2 separate regions of the Capra hircus genome follow, and region 2 is linked to region 1. The links are chromatin contacts, called in public Hi-C maps. All regions are on one chromosome and are shown on one strand. The core of a region is the stretch at or near the end of the contact, and the rest is flanking DNA. Distances in the headings are between cores, read along the strand shown.

Evidence for each region. Hi-C and Micro-C count contacts between places; a contact is called where the count stands out from the background.
Region 2: a contact with region 1 is called in a Hi-C map of blood, with 15 times the contacts expected there. The contact joins two enhancer-like sites. A contact is called at or near these places in 2 of 5 Hi-C or Micro-C datasets (both in blood).

The regions. Positions count from the first base shown.
Region 1 is chr28:37,194,889-37,198,084 of ARS1.2, reverse strand. It overlaps TBCE (tubulin-specific chaperone E), which reads left to right. Exons shown (of 17, transcript XM_005698988.3): 5 at 1,469-1,557. Among named protein-coding and RNA genes, the nearest start is that of TBCE, 70 kb to the left of the region's middle. Within about 2 kb of position 1,859, at least 1 of the 5 cell types and tissues checked has an H3K27ac peak or open chromatin away from gene starts, as enhancers often do.
Region 2 is chr28:37,490,612-37,493,797 of ARS1.2, reverse strand. No RefSeq gene overlaps it. Among named protein-coding and RNA genes, the nearest start is that of TRNAR-CCU, 24 kb to the left of the region's middle. Within about 2 kb of position 1,482, at least 3 of the 5 cell types and tissues checked have an H3K27ac peak or open chromatin away from gene starts, as enhancers often do.

The DNA of each region.
Region 1 (3,196 bases), core at 610-3,109:
CCCACTGTTGTGTAACCAGCAGCACTGTCCATCTGCAGGACCTTCTCTTCTTCCCAGACTGACACCTTGCAGCCTTTAAACAACGGCGGCACATCTTTGCCTCCCGCAGCCCGTGGCAGCCGCCGCCCTGCTTCCGTGTCCGTGAGGTCGACCCTCACCTAGGTACCTCGTATAAACACAGGCATACAGTGTGTGTCCTTTTGTGACTGGCCCCTTTCACATAGCATGATGTCTTCCAGGTTCACAAATGTTCCTTCCTTTTTAAGACTGAGTAGCACTCCGTCATATGGACTGACCGCACGTTATTCCGTGGTCAGTGGGCACTCGGTACATGTGGCCGTTGTGAGTAACGCCGTCATGCTCACGGGCGTGTGGATGTGCCGTCTGAGGTGCAGAGAGGTTCACACGTCCAGGGCCAGAGGCGGGTGGAGTCAGGACTGAGCGCAGGCAGTCTGACTCCAGGTCCTGTGTTCTCAGCACTCTGCGGTGCTGTAACACTTGGGCTCTTTGAATGAACAGAACCCAGATTCTCTACACTTAAAAGAGTGCTTTCTGAGAGTATCTAAAAAGGCTAAAGATGCACACACATGCTCTCTAGGCTATATCCCTAGAGAGATTTTGCCACCTGAGTACAAAAAGTGTACAGTAGTGTGCCCTTTAGCACTGTTGGGAATAATCTCCCTGTCACCAGAGGAGCAAATAAATCAACTGCGGTCTCTCTCTCTGGTGACAGACCACGGGTGTGAACATGTCCATTCCAGAGCATGTGTCCATGTAGTCCCCTCTCAGTGCTGGACAGGGTATTGTTGAGGAAGAAAGTTAGTCACAGGAAAATGAAAGTGAAGTCGCTCAGTCGTGTCCAACTCTTCGCAACCCCATGGACTGTAGCCCACCAGGCTCCTCCGTCCATGAGATTTTCCAGCCAAGAATACTGGAATGGGCTGCCATTGCCTTCTCCAGGGGATCTTCCTGACCCAGGGATCGATCCCGGGTCTCCGGCACTGCAGACAGACGCTTTGCCGTCTGAGCCACTAGGGAAGCTGTACGGTACCGTTTATGTCAAATTTTATAATATTCAAAACTGCAATAACTGTTTAGGGACATGGAAATAGAGTAAAACTGTTAGGAGAGTAAAATAATAAACTATAAAAAAATAGTAAAACTATTAAGAAATGCTTACGATTAAGCCAACACTGACCCCAGTGCCCTGGTGCCCTGTGGGGAGTGGAGGGCGAGAGGAAAGGGCAATGGAAAGGGGCTCGAGAGGGTTTCAGTGTTGTGCATAATGTTTGTAATGCTTTCTTTTTTTTTTTTTTTTTTTAGTAAGGCTTTATTTCTTAAGTTGGGCAGTGGATACTGTTATTTCTGATGCCTTTTTATGTGTCTAAAACGCTTTTTAATTTTTTAAAGGGCCGATGGATAGCGTACATGTTTATGTCTGCATGTGAACTCTGTGTTTTTCATACAGTCAGCTGAGCAAGTTGCAAGACGTTTCTTTGAGGAACTGCGCAGTAAATGGTGCTGGTGACCAAGGAGGAATTGCCAAAGCTTGTCCTAGTATCCTTTCCAGTGAGAACTCGTCACTGGGGTCGGGCTGGATTGGACACTTGAGCCAGACACCCTGGTTCCCTACCCGATGTCCGTTCTCCTAACGGGGACTCGGTTCCACCTGAGGTTGTCGCCACTTGGGGAAATTGCCTTCCTAGACCATTTGCTTTCAAGTGGGGTGTGTGACTCACCCGGACCGGGTAGAGGCAAAATGGGAGTGTCTGGACAGGGTTTCTTCCAGGGGGACAGACGTGGCTGGACCAGCTTCTCTCCATTGCCCACCACCCTGCCCGCCCCCTGTTTGAGCACAGACGGAGGGTCCAGGGCTCGGCAGCAGGCTGTGGGGCGAGAGCCGTCCTGGGGAGCCGGCAGGGAAGGCGCGGAGAGGGACTGGTGCCTTGGGTGGGCCCTGGGGCCACTGCACAAGCCCTGACGGCCTTCCTGAGAGGGAGGGAAGGAAATCTTTCCTTCATCAAGGTTCCTGCTCATGCAGCAATGCGGTTTGAAATCATACCTCAAAAACAAGCTTTTCCAAATTTGTCATCTGTCTCTTGTGTGTTCTTTGTTTTTCTCCCTGTTTCTCTTATGCCCACACCTAAAAATAGAGGTCAGCCTAGAAGAAAAATCATTAAACTTGCCCCGCTTTGTAGTCTGGTAGGGTGTAGTCTGGTTCAAGTGCCTCTTGGATCTGCTACAGTCCTAACAAGCTCCCAATAAAAGAGTGGCAAGTCAAATAGACTTTCCCTAACTTTAAAAGGTCTTCTCTCAATTCCTTAAGCCTGCCTCATCTCTGCATAATAGTTTATGCAAAAGACAGCAGCTCATAGGTCTCTCAACTGAGGAGGTGGCTGATGAACTTTCTTTTAGCAAAATATTTCTAACCACTCTGACGCTACCTACCTTGTGATAGGAATTGAAGCATAGCTCCCCAAGCCAGGGTTTCAGAGGTGCAGTCCCTTGGCGCTGGGGGCCTGCTGGGACTTGCGACCACTGGTCCTTTCTGCCCGTGAGTAGCGCCCCCACCCCACCTTTGCCCCAGATGCGGTCGTTCCCTCTGCAGGTTAGGCAACAGAGTCCGGGCATTGAGGTGGGTGTGGAATGGAGCTAGGTAAGGAGCAAAGTGCCACGGAAGTGCGTGGCGCATTCTATAATCTGCCTGGCCTCCTCCTAAATGGTTTCGGAAGACTGGGAATTGGGTGGTTCAAGGCTCATTTTCAGCACACAGAAAAGTTCTGGTCAGCAGAGGGGTTTGGGTGTGCAGGTCAGCTGATTGGAGTTGTCAGCAGTGTGCTGGGCAGTCAGCATCTTGCTTGTTTATACCACTTTCTCCTGGGCAAGAATGTCCCCCAAGACATGAGGCAATGAGGTTTGCTGAGATAATCAAGTCATGGCCTATATTTGCAGACCCAGTGATGAATGCCTTGCACTCACTGATTGAATTCTCGCCCGAAGTTGAAGGATTGCCTGGTGTGTTTAATCCAGTCATCGTTTCTAGACTGATCCTTCTCTCAGATCCTTCACTGAGCCAGGGCTGACGGTGGTGGATCGGAGAGCTTGGCTGGGAAGAGGTGTCTCTGAACTTGGGGAGTCCACAGGAGTGAGAGTGACTGAGCTCCCAGGACTGTGTGTGCTCAAGTGTGTGTGCTCG
Region 2 (3,186 bases), core at 233-2,732, 300 kb before region 1:
ATCAGTGAAGTTCGTATAGCTAGAAAAGACATCCAAGAACTGAGCCCTAGAGACTGGGAAACTGCTGGTGCAGGAGAAAACTTAGGTGCAGCGTCTCATGGCCAGGAGGATAAAGGGAGCAGGGAATGAGCGCGTCAAATACTGTCGATGGGCAGCAGAGATAAAGACTGGGAACCGACATCAATATTCAGCATGAGGCGGCCACTGCTTTCCTTGGCAAGAGCAGTCTTGGTGAATGGGCCAGGAGAAGAAGTCTGATAGTCACCAGAACAGGAGAAGCAGAGGCAGTGGGTAAGGATAGCACTTTAGAGATGTTTTTCTATGATATAAATGTGAAAAGAAAAATGGGGAGCTGGCTGCAGGGCACGAGGAGTCAGATTTTTTGTAAGATGAGAGAAATTATACCATGTCTGTGTGCCCATCAAGTTAAGGAGTGGTGAGGGGAAACTGAGGACGCAGAAATCCTGCTGGGTAAGGTCCACGAGTGATCCAGAGAAATGGACATCAGAGCGGTGTGGACAGCTTACCTCTAGGAAGAGGGGGAAGGCAACAGTATGAGCACAGACACCGTAGTTTTAATTCTCTTTTTGAAATTCTCCTTTTGAGAAGACACTATCATCCTCTTTGGAGGATGCAACTGAGAGAGGAGGAGGAGGAGGCAACTGAGAGACCTCCCTGGTGGTCCAGTGGCTAAGACTCCATAGTTTCAATGCAGGGGACCCAGGTTCGATCCCTAAGGGAGCTAGGAGTTCGCTGCAACTAAAGATTCTGAGTGCCACAACTAAGACTGGAGCAGCCACATAAATAAGTTTTAAAAAAGAAATGAGGCAATTGAGCCTCAAAGAAGGCAAGGTCGCTAGTAAGTGGCAGATCTGCCACTCAAGCCCAGGTCCCTGACTCTAAAATCTGTTTCTGCACTTTGATTATACAGAATTGGGAGAAGTTTAAGAAAATCTGTCTCATTTTATTCATTTGGCATGTTCCCATATAAAATTTTAACTTATAGGGATCTAAACCAAGACTTGACAGAATGTCATCCTGGTACATTTTCCAGGATGAACTCTTCCCCGTCTAAATGTCCTAGCATTTTCCTTTCGCTCTTGGTGATCACTATACATTATGGAGGGCTTCCCTGGTAGCTCAGATGGTAAAGAAACTGCCTACAACGCAGGAGACCCTGATTCCATTCCTGGGTTGGGAAGATCCCCTGGAGGAGGGCATGGCAACCCACTCCAATATTCTTGCCTGGAGAATTCCATGAACAGAGGAGCCTGGCGGGCTACGGTCCATGGGGTCGCAGAGTCGGACACGACTGAGCGACTAAGCATGGCACATACATTATGGAATCACATTTTCGTGCAAGGGGACGCCGAGGGCCCGAGCCTAGACGCCGGCTAGCGGACGGCACAATGGCCTCGGAGAGCACTGGGCCCGGGACAGGGCATGGCCGAGTGCTTTGGCCACCGGCAGAGACGCGGCCACCAGGTGGCGCCAGAGCTCTCCTTCGCCTCCGCTTCCACCTCCACAGGATTCTCACGGGGCTGCGCATCACTCAGCCCCCGCAGGCCGCACGGATCGCCTCCTACCCCGTGTCCAACGCCCCCGCCCCGGCGGGGACCCGAGCGCGCCGCCAGTGGTCCTCTCCCTCGTCCTGACTCGATCAGGCCGGCGTCTTCCTCTGCGACCCTGATCACTCGGCCAAGAGCAGCGCAAGACTCGGTGGATGTAGGGAGAAGGCAGGAAGAGGTATTTGTGAAAATACTACTGGACACATCCTTTGCCGACGATTGCTTCTCACAGAGCCTGCTCCAGCGTCCTCCACAAAGCCAGTTCAGCTGCCTTCACCCCTGTGGGATGGAGACGGAATTTCCCCTGTGGAGCAGCTGATGGCTTTAAATCGTCTTCAGAGGAGCTCCCCTGTTCCTTCTTCCGTTCCATGGTGACACGCCACCACGGCATGAAACAAGACCAGCTTACAGATACTTGAAACGGCAGTCTGTGGTTGACAAGCCCATCCTCGAAAAACTCGTCCCTGAGACAAGTTAGGTGAAAGAGCTCCCTATCTGATGAATATTTTCTACAATTAAACCAACCCAGATCCCCTCCCCCCCCTACACACACACTCCCACACCCACACCCAGAGAGCTTCCCTCATAGCTCAGATGGTAAAGAATCCACGTGCAATGCAGGAGACCCCGGTTCGATTCCTAGGTTGGGAAGATCCGCTGAGCAAGGGATAGACAACCCACCCTACTATTCTTGGGCTTCCCGTGTGGCTCAGCTGGTAAAAAAAATCCACCTGCCAGGCAGGAGACCTGGGTTCGACCCCTGGGTTGGGAAGATCCGGTGAAGTGAAAGGCTACCCACTCTAGTATCCTGGCCTGGAGAATTCCAAGGAATGTACAGTTCGTGGGGTCACAGAGTCCAACAGGAGTGAGCACAACTTTCACTTTCTCAGACCCCTTTGACAATTGGTTAAAGGAAATGCTTTTTCTTGACTTGAGAGGGTATCTGCCAAGTGCTTTTCAGCATGGAATAAACTAAAAAATTTTCATCATAAACTGTTTTAAAAGTCAGGGTATATTATTTATGATAGGAGTCTTCCAGGCATACTGTGGATCTAGAGCTGATGTTTGCAGGGCTGGCTTAGATGTTTCCTGGAATAATTTCTATCACTTACCTTAAGTCACTCTGAGGAAGGAGTTGATCTGAGTATCTGCTTTGGGAAATGATAGCAGGGGTAAAAGGGTATAGTGTAATTGAGATGTCACCTTTACTATGAAAAGTATTTCATATTGATTAGTACCCCTGGGAACCTATTAATAAGTTCCCTGTTATTATTATTTACTAATAACAGCCTTTTCTCTCCAACCCCATACATTTTTGTGTGTGGAACCTATGTCTTTTTAATGAACTCATTTAGCTTTTATTGAGGTGTCCCTCTTGTGCCAGAAACTATTCTAAGTACTGGGGATATAGCAATGAACAAAAATAGTTTAAAAAAAAAAAAATTAGTGCTGTGCTCCTCTCCTAGGAGAGGAGACCACCAAGTTTTAACCATGTATCCTGTCAAGATACTTACTTACTGTCCTCAAAGCATCGTGACATAGCACGGTTCGTGGTTCATATGGCTCAGGTACAAACCACGACGATAAGCCTGAATTCATTTTAACCACTAATTCAGGT